Linked DNA regions of Drosophila melanogaster: region 1 is linked to region 2. A link is a contact called in public HiChIP or PLAC-seq data. All regions are on one chromosome and are shown on one strand. Each heading gives the region's core, a stretch centred on a gene start, on an enhancer-like site or on the middle of the called end of the contact. The rest is flanking DNA. Distances are from core to core; before and after follow the strand shown. Region 1 holds the start of GCS2alpha (Glucosidase 2 alpha subunit). Region 2 holds the start of Ddx56 (DEAD-box helicase 56).

The links. HiChIP or PLAC-seq counts read pairs in DNA pulled down with a chosen protein or histone mark.
Region 1: a POLR2A S2P HiChIP or PLAC-seq map of the Kc167 cell line shows a contact between it and region 2, with 8 times the contacts expected there. The contact joins the promoter of GCS2alpha here to the promoter of Ddx56 in region 2. A contact is called at or near these places in 4 of 107 Hi-C or Micro-C datasets (the Kc167 cell line, the S2 cell line and wing imaginal disc) and 3 of 6 datasets of contacts at active chromatin or transcription factors (all in the Kc167 cell line).

The regions. Positions count from the first base shown.
Region 1 is chrX:21,603,603-21,606,853 of dm6, forward strand. It overlaps GCS2alpha (Glucosidase 2 alpha subunit), which reads right to left and starts at 1,662. Exons shown (of 5, transcript NM_167758.2): 1 at 1,550-1,662; 2 at 861-990; 3 at 1-128. The coding sequence starts at 967. CG17450 reads right to left here. Exons shown (of 4, transcript NM_167761.4): 3 at 3,194-3,251; 4 at 2,366-3,030. The coding sequence ends at 2,493.
Region 2 is chrX:21,385,895-21,389,505 of dm6, forward strand. It overlaps Ddx56 (DEAD-box helicase 56), which reads right to left and starts at 2,052. Exons shown (of 4, transcript NM_078710.4): 1 at 1,892-2,052; 2 at 1,080-1,831; 3 at 456-884; 4 at 1-397. The coding sequence starts at 1,957. mst (misato) reads left to right here and starts at 3,083. Exons shown (of 3, transcript NM_001298589.1): 1 at 3,083-3,198; 2 at 3,254-3,611. The coding sequence starts at 3,118. snoRNA:MeU6-A47 (a small nucleolar RNA gene) reads right to left here and starts at 1,041; the gene lies at 951-1,041.

The sequences.
Region 1 (3,251 bases), core at 412-2,911, 220 kb after region 2:
GCTTAAAGGCAAACTGGTGATGGTTTTCCTTGTTAACGAGATCAGCGGTCAACGAATCCGCATAGGTGTTCAAGGTGCCGGGAATTAAGGCGTACTTGCTGCCCGATCCCTGAATCTTTCGGGAGCGTCTGAAAACCATTAATAAAATCATCATCAAGTTATGGTTGTTCTATAAACAACAACCTGAATTATCAATATGTGGACTTATTTCGCTAAATATCTTCGAAATTACAGTGGACTAGCACTTTGAGTGAAAATCACATCGATGATACTTGAGTCCCAAAGTGTAGAGTTTAAACATTGTGAAGACACTTTCCACTTTCTCTTTAAGTGGAAATTTAGAAACAACACAAAGCTACAGACGGAAAAGTCTGCCTTCCTACTGCGTTTCATTGACGAAAATAGGAATATTTCGATTAAAAAAAAAACAAGAGAGAATGCTATAGTCGAGTTCTCCGACTATCAGATACTCGTTACTCAGCTAGTGTGAACGCAAACGCGAAATTTCATAATTGTTGGGGAATTAAATGTGAAAAAATATCAACACATTTTTCAAAAGTGTGGGCGTAGCTGTTTTGTGGGGTTGTGGGTATGGCAACATGGGTCTACAAACTTCCGCTGCGTCTTTGTCTCTAGAATCTGTTTGCTGAATCTCAACCTTCTAGCTGTTATAGTTCCTGAGATCTCGACATTCATACGGACAGACGGACAGTCTGACAGACGGACTTGGCTATTGATCCTGATGAAGAATATATATACTTAATATAGTCGGAAACGCAATCTTTTTTAGCCAACTAATGAAATCCTTGCAACCCGAACCACGTACGTATGCAGTGCATCGTGTACAAAGCCAGACTCACCGACAAAAACTGCTCTGCTCGCAGGTCTTAAAGTTCCCGGGGTCCACTCCGTCGGCCAGGACGAATAAAGCCCAGATGATGGCCACGGTGGCCAGAGCGAATCGCATGGCGGCTTGTCCCGTGTTTCAAACTGAAGAGCGGGAAAATATATAATTAACAAACTACCAGGGACTCGGGCAATTTTCGATTTTGTTTTCTAGTATTATCTTATTTGCTCTACACGACGCGGCCTACTGTAACAGTAACAGTACCTATAACTGTAACTGTCAAGTTTACAGGGAATTCGATCCTGTGGCTTCGCTTATACATTGCTTACACACAAACAAAAGGCATTCTTTTAAGCCATTGTGTGTGTGTGTGGGCCCCACCGCTGCAAAATTAATGTACACGTCAGTCGTGCCCCAATAGGTGGGACGGAACCGTTAGGCGAAAATGGCCGGAAAATGCAGCTTGCATGCAGCTGGGCTACGGATTACCCTCTAATCAAACCCTGGCGGGGGATATGTGCACTTGCGGGGAAAATCAGATGGTGTTGGTGTGTGGTGCAGCTGACTTGCAGGGAAAAGTATGGATTATGGTCGTAAAAATATGCCGGCGGTTATTAATGCACTTTACGCTGCTTCACTTTTGGGAGATCCGCGGATCCAGTATAGCGTTGGTCGTTTTTAAGTCTTCGTGGGACTCCAAACCTTTAAGTTTCAAACAGCTCACCTCCGGTTGAATTCTGGTTAATAACTTTCATTAAAAATTTTGCAGAGGACCCAAGCAATGTGACCGTCGCTTGGCTGTTTAAATATGCAGTACATACGCCGAAGTGTGCACTTAATACCAAACTTAGCAAAAAATACCAACCCTACTATTAGTGTGCCTGTACGTTTATTTTATGGCTCCAATTTTAAAAAATGTCAATTCTTATTTTTTCAAAAGCAGCAAAACCCTTTTAAGCTTTTTATTTTTAAGCAGATATTCGAAATTCTCAGAGAAGCTAAGAGCTAATGAGAAAGACTCCAATAATCAAAATTGGGAGGAGAAAACTTCAGAAACGCACAGACCAAACTTTCGTAATTTGTACATGCAATATACATAAGCTTTCTTTTATAGTAAAATTTAGTAACTGTTGTGCGCAAGATGCATAATCTTATGCGTATTTATGATTTCATTAAGAAAAACTGGACGTTTATTTTCTTTGAAGGAAAAAACGCTGGAATCGAGTTACTCTCTATCTGATACCCGTTACTCAGCTAAATGGTGTGTGAGCGAGATGAAGGTCCATCTTACATACTTACATAAGTAGAAAATCGATAGATTCAAAGATTGCGCATACGCGCCATCTAGCGGCGGTCACATTAATAGTTTACAAATCTTTTGAACATACACACATGCATATGTATTAATTATTTTTACCTATAAGGCAAACTAATGAGCTATAGCATTTGTGGCCCATCGCTTGCATGTTTTATAGTGCCAATCAGAAAGAGAAAGTTGGATTATCTCGAAGGAGTTTTCAACAAATGCAATCTGCAGTTTATCTCTTGATGGTACACACACAAATGACATGTCAGGAAAACTGGTGGCGGAAAAAGCGAGTGGGAGTGCGGAGTCCAGAGACCGGCGTGCAGTTACGGATACGGATCAGTACTTGATCAGATTGCTGACCGGGAAGGAGCGCCGGAGACTCATGCACTTCTCTCGGTCGATGAACAGGGCATTGACTTTGTTGCGCAGATCCACCTCCAGGGTGCAGCGCGTCTTTAGTAGGCCCTGATGGGTGGCCTCCGCCTCCATCAGCTTGTGGTGCAGCGTCTCCACTGCACCCTGGATGTCCTGCACCTCCTGGACAAGGCGGTCCTGGGCGTGGTCCTTGCACAGCTCGACGCCCTCGCGGTGGGAGCGGGCCTCCAGCCGCGTCTGGGCCACTTTCAACGGCCCGGACTTGTCCTGGATGGCCTTCTGCAGGAGGAAGAGATGCTTCTCCATGTCGAACAGCTCCTGTTGGACCTTCTGAAGGTGCAGCTGCACCCGGTTCTTCGCCTCGGCCATCTCCTGCGAGCGGCGATCGAAGGCGTTGTTCGTGTTGCTCCAGAAGTCCCACACGGTGGTGGCCACCGAGTTGACCACACTCTGGGCATCGCTCCGCAGCTGGGAAAGCTTCGCGCGCTCCGCCTGGGAACTGTGGAAACAAGGGAAAGACTAGGGTAAAAGAATATCGATCTTGGATGCAATTATGATTATCTTTCGGCTCAATGAACTACTACTACTACTACTACTACTACTACTACTTTAAGGTAAATAATGGGTATTCGATAGGCGTGGCACATGACTAATATACTCACCGGCGGACGTGCTCGCTGCTGGCCTGCGCCCAGGACTCCTGGGTGCTGACCGAGGGAT
Region 2 (3,611 bases), core at 802-3,301:
TTTCCCGAAGTCCACCTGGCTAGCCATCAGAGGATCATTGACCTGCCGCTCGAAGGCAGCCTTGGCGGCCGACTGTCGTGGCTGTTTGGCTTCCGAGGCTCCGACAGGGGAAGAGGACGTTCCAACCACTCGCTTCAGGGCCTTTGGCACTATGTACTCGGGCATGTCAGAGAGATGACTCTGTACCTTGATGGCGCGCAGAGGCTTGTCGTGCCGAAGCGCTTGCAGATCGCGTTTGTTCTCCTCGAAAAATGCCTTTAGTTTCTCGCAGTTGAGGATCTCTATCTTTATCTCTCGAATTCGAGTGTCGTGAACAGCTACGCGAGTTGCGGCCCGCCAGCAATCCTGAGCACGATAACGGAAGGACTCAACTTCTTCCATTTTAAACTGGTAGTTCCTGAAGTGATGGCACACTTAGCAATATTACAATTTTGAAGATGTTATTCTATACTCACTTGATGATCTGTTCGCCCTCTTGGGCTGCAAAACTATCGCACAGTTTCTTCTCAACTGAATCGTTTACCTTGGACTCCTTCATGCTGACAAAGGACAAGACGGAGCCCTTGTTATTTCCTCTAGCCGTCCTGCCAGCCCGATGGATATAAGACGTGACATCCCTGGGGAAGTCGAAGTTGATTACGTTGTTCACGCACTGAAAGTCAATGCCGCGGGAAGCACTCGACTCCATGTCGCCGCTTCGAGGAGATTTTCGGTTAGTCGCTGATTTGCCTCCTGGCTTTTCCATATGATGTTCGTCGGAGGCAATGATTATGTCGTAGGTGCCCTTGTTGAACTGGCTAATTGTGTGGATGCGAATGTTGGCAGGCAGCTCGGAGTTCAAGACACAGGCACGGATGCCGAACTGCTCTAGGAACAATCGAACCCTGAAACATTTAAATGGGTAATAATTAGAACGAATTATAGTAAGTATTTAGGGGCGGATGGGAATGCCGTCAGCGAGAAGATTAGTTGCTGGTCATGCGTGCGCCAACTGTTGCCAGCTGCCCACTCCCTGCATTTGTGGTTTAATCATCATTGGCTCCTGTGCATCTAAGGCGGGATTCGTATGGTTTACTCACTTGTAACACCGATCGATGCTGTTCACAAAGATTATGCTCTTGCCGCGTATGAGTCTCAGCTTCAATAAGGCGTACAAGATAGCCGGTTTATCGTTTTCCTCAGCCAGAATGCGCTGGTGCGACAACTGATCTTGCGGCACCAACTCCGGCTCCTCGAGTTTAAGCGTAACCGGGTTGTTCAGGCACAGGCCTTTCATGCGCACCACATCGTCGGTTAGAGTAGCGGAGACTAGGACAGCCTGGTAGATGGGAGGCAGGTGCTTAATCAACCGCTTGAAGTCCTTTTCGTAGCCATAGGCAAACACCAGATCCGCCTCGTCCACCACCAAGGTCTCCACATGCTTCAGATCCACCACGCTACCAGCCTCGGCGTAGGCCAGCAAATTGGCGGGTGTGGCAACCACAATGTCGGGACTTTCAGACAAGGCGTGCCGCTGGGTCACCGTGTCGTTGGAGCTATCGGCAATGTCCGCCACGCGTACAACCTTGCCGCAGGACTCGACCAGCTGCTCGATCACCTTACGGGACTGCCGGCATAGCTCCTTGGTGGGCGCCAGGACCACAGCGCTCACATACTGCTCGCTGGCGTTCAGTTTGGAGTTAAGGATCTTCTGAATCAGTGGCAGGGCGTAGGTGGCAGTCTTGCCGGATCCGGTGCGGGCGCGCACCACCACATCCTTGCCCTCCAGAAGCAGCGGTATCGCCGTCGACTGGATAAGTGTGGGCTGCTGCCAACCCAGCTGGGCCACCGCCTGAAAGATGAGCGCAACACTTTAAAATCTGGAACTGTCGGTCGCAAGCCGGGCACTCACCTTAAGGATGCGCTGATCCAGCTCCAGCTCGTGGAATTGCACCGTTTTCTGGGTCATCTGGCTCATGGTGGGCGACGGTATAAAAAAAAACGCTGGAAAATGCGCAGCGCACGTTTTCTGGCCCAACAAGAAAAAGAGCGAGGCATCGGTCCATTGAATTATCGGCGACTTTATCGGCTTATCGATAGTTGAATTAAACAGTTATTGAAATCTACTTTTAAAGGTAAGCAAATACCTTTAAAAAAAATTTAATATATTCCATTTATTAAATTAAATAAATAAAAAGAGAGAATGCCATAGTCGAGTTCCCCGACTATTAGATACCCGTTACTCAGCTAGTGTGAATGCGAACGCGAAATTTCATCATTTTTCTGGGATATCAATAGCTAATTGGGGAATAAAATTAGAAAAAATTTATAAAGTTTGGCTAGATCGACTCGGCTCCTAATCCTTAATCCTGATCAAGAATATATATACTTTAAATAGTCGGAAATGCTTCCTTCTGCCTGTTACACAATCTAGTATACCCTTTTATTCTACGAGTAACGTGTGTAAAAATCAGCAATTAAATATTTTAACTTAACATTGTATAGCACCTTAACTTCTTTTCTAGTTTATTAGAGAAATCTCATAATTCGCTCTTTTCTGACTTATTTATCCTCCGTCTGAATGGATATGTGAATCTATGGGAATCGACAATTTCTTTAAAAATACGTTTAAGCCGACTTATAGCTTCTTCTTTCGGAGATCCTATTTATAAGGTTTCACCGTATCGACCGAAAATAAAATCCGTTGCAATCCAATAACTAAACAATTGGAGCCACAAACGCTACCGTTCTTTTTTGAGATTTTACCGTATGACTTGATAAGTTTGCAATCGGCTTTTGCGGGTTACATATTAAGGTTGTTATGCTCTATTGTAAAAATTCCTCGTATTTCTTATGTTTTTTTTCTCAATGTGATAGACATTAAGGTCATATCGATATATTTACATACATAAGTAAAATTAATAAACATAACATATTCCTATAAAACTTTCAAAATATATAAATCTTTTTTGCAGTTATAAATAATATTTTTAAATATATTTATTTTTAATACAGAGTATCCAATCAACGAAATTAAGAACGCTTATTACCGCACACAGCTATCGATATATCCGCGAAAATCGATAGTTCCGCGGGCTCGCGCAATTGCATCCGAATTAGTCACTTTCGCCGGCTGTTATGGACTATACACGTGAAATTTTGACCTTCCAGTTCGGAACGTACGCGAATTACGTGGGCACACACTTCTGGAACCAGCAGGTGAGTTGTCCTACCCACTTGGCAGCCGGGAGCCTCACGAATTACACATTTCCAGGAGGCCAACTTTAGGTACGGAGACGAAAGCGAACAGGTGGCCGAGGAGCAGCTGCCCAACAATGATATTTTGTACCGTGAAGGGCGCAACGACCTCAATCGTACCACCTACACGCCCCGCCTGCTGTCCGTGGATTTGTCCGGGACCCTGGGACATCTGCCGGTGACCGGCGAGCTGTACGGCAATTTTGTGCAGCGTGATGAGGAGTTGCTGCCCCTGAGCACCGGAGAGGAATTGGAACAGGTTCGCAAGCGGGCAGAGGAGAGCGGCGTATGCTCACCGGAGCAGCTGGAAGTGCAGGAGCAGTCGAAGGCCTCCATTTCCGAATATCAGCGGGATCTGCTCAAGAATGCTGTGG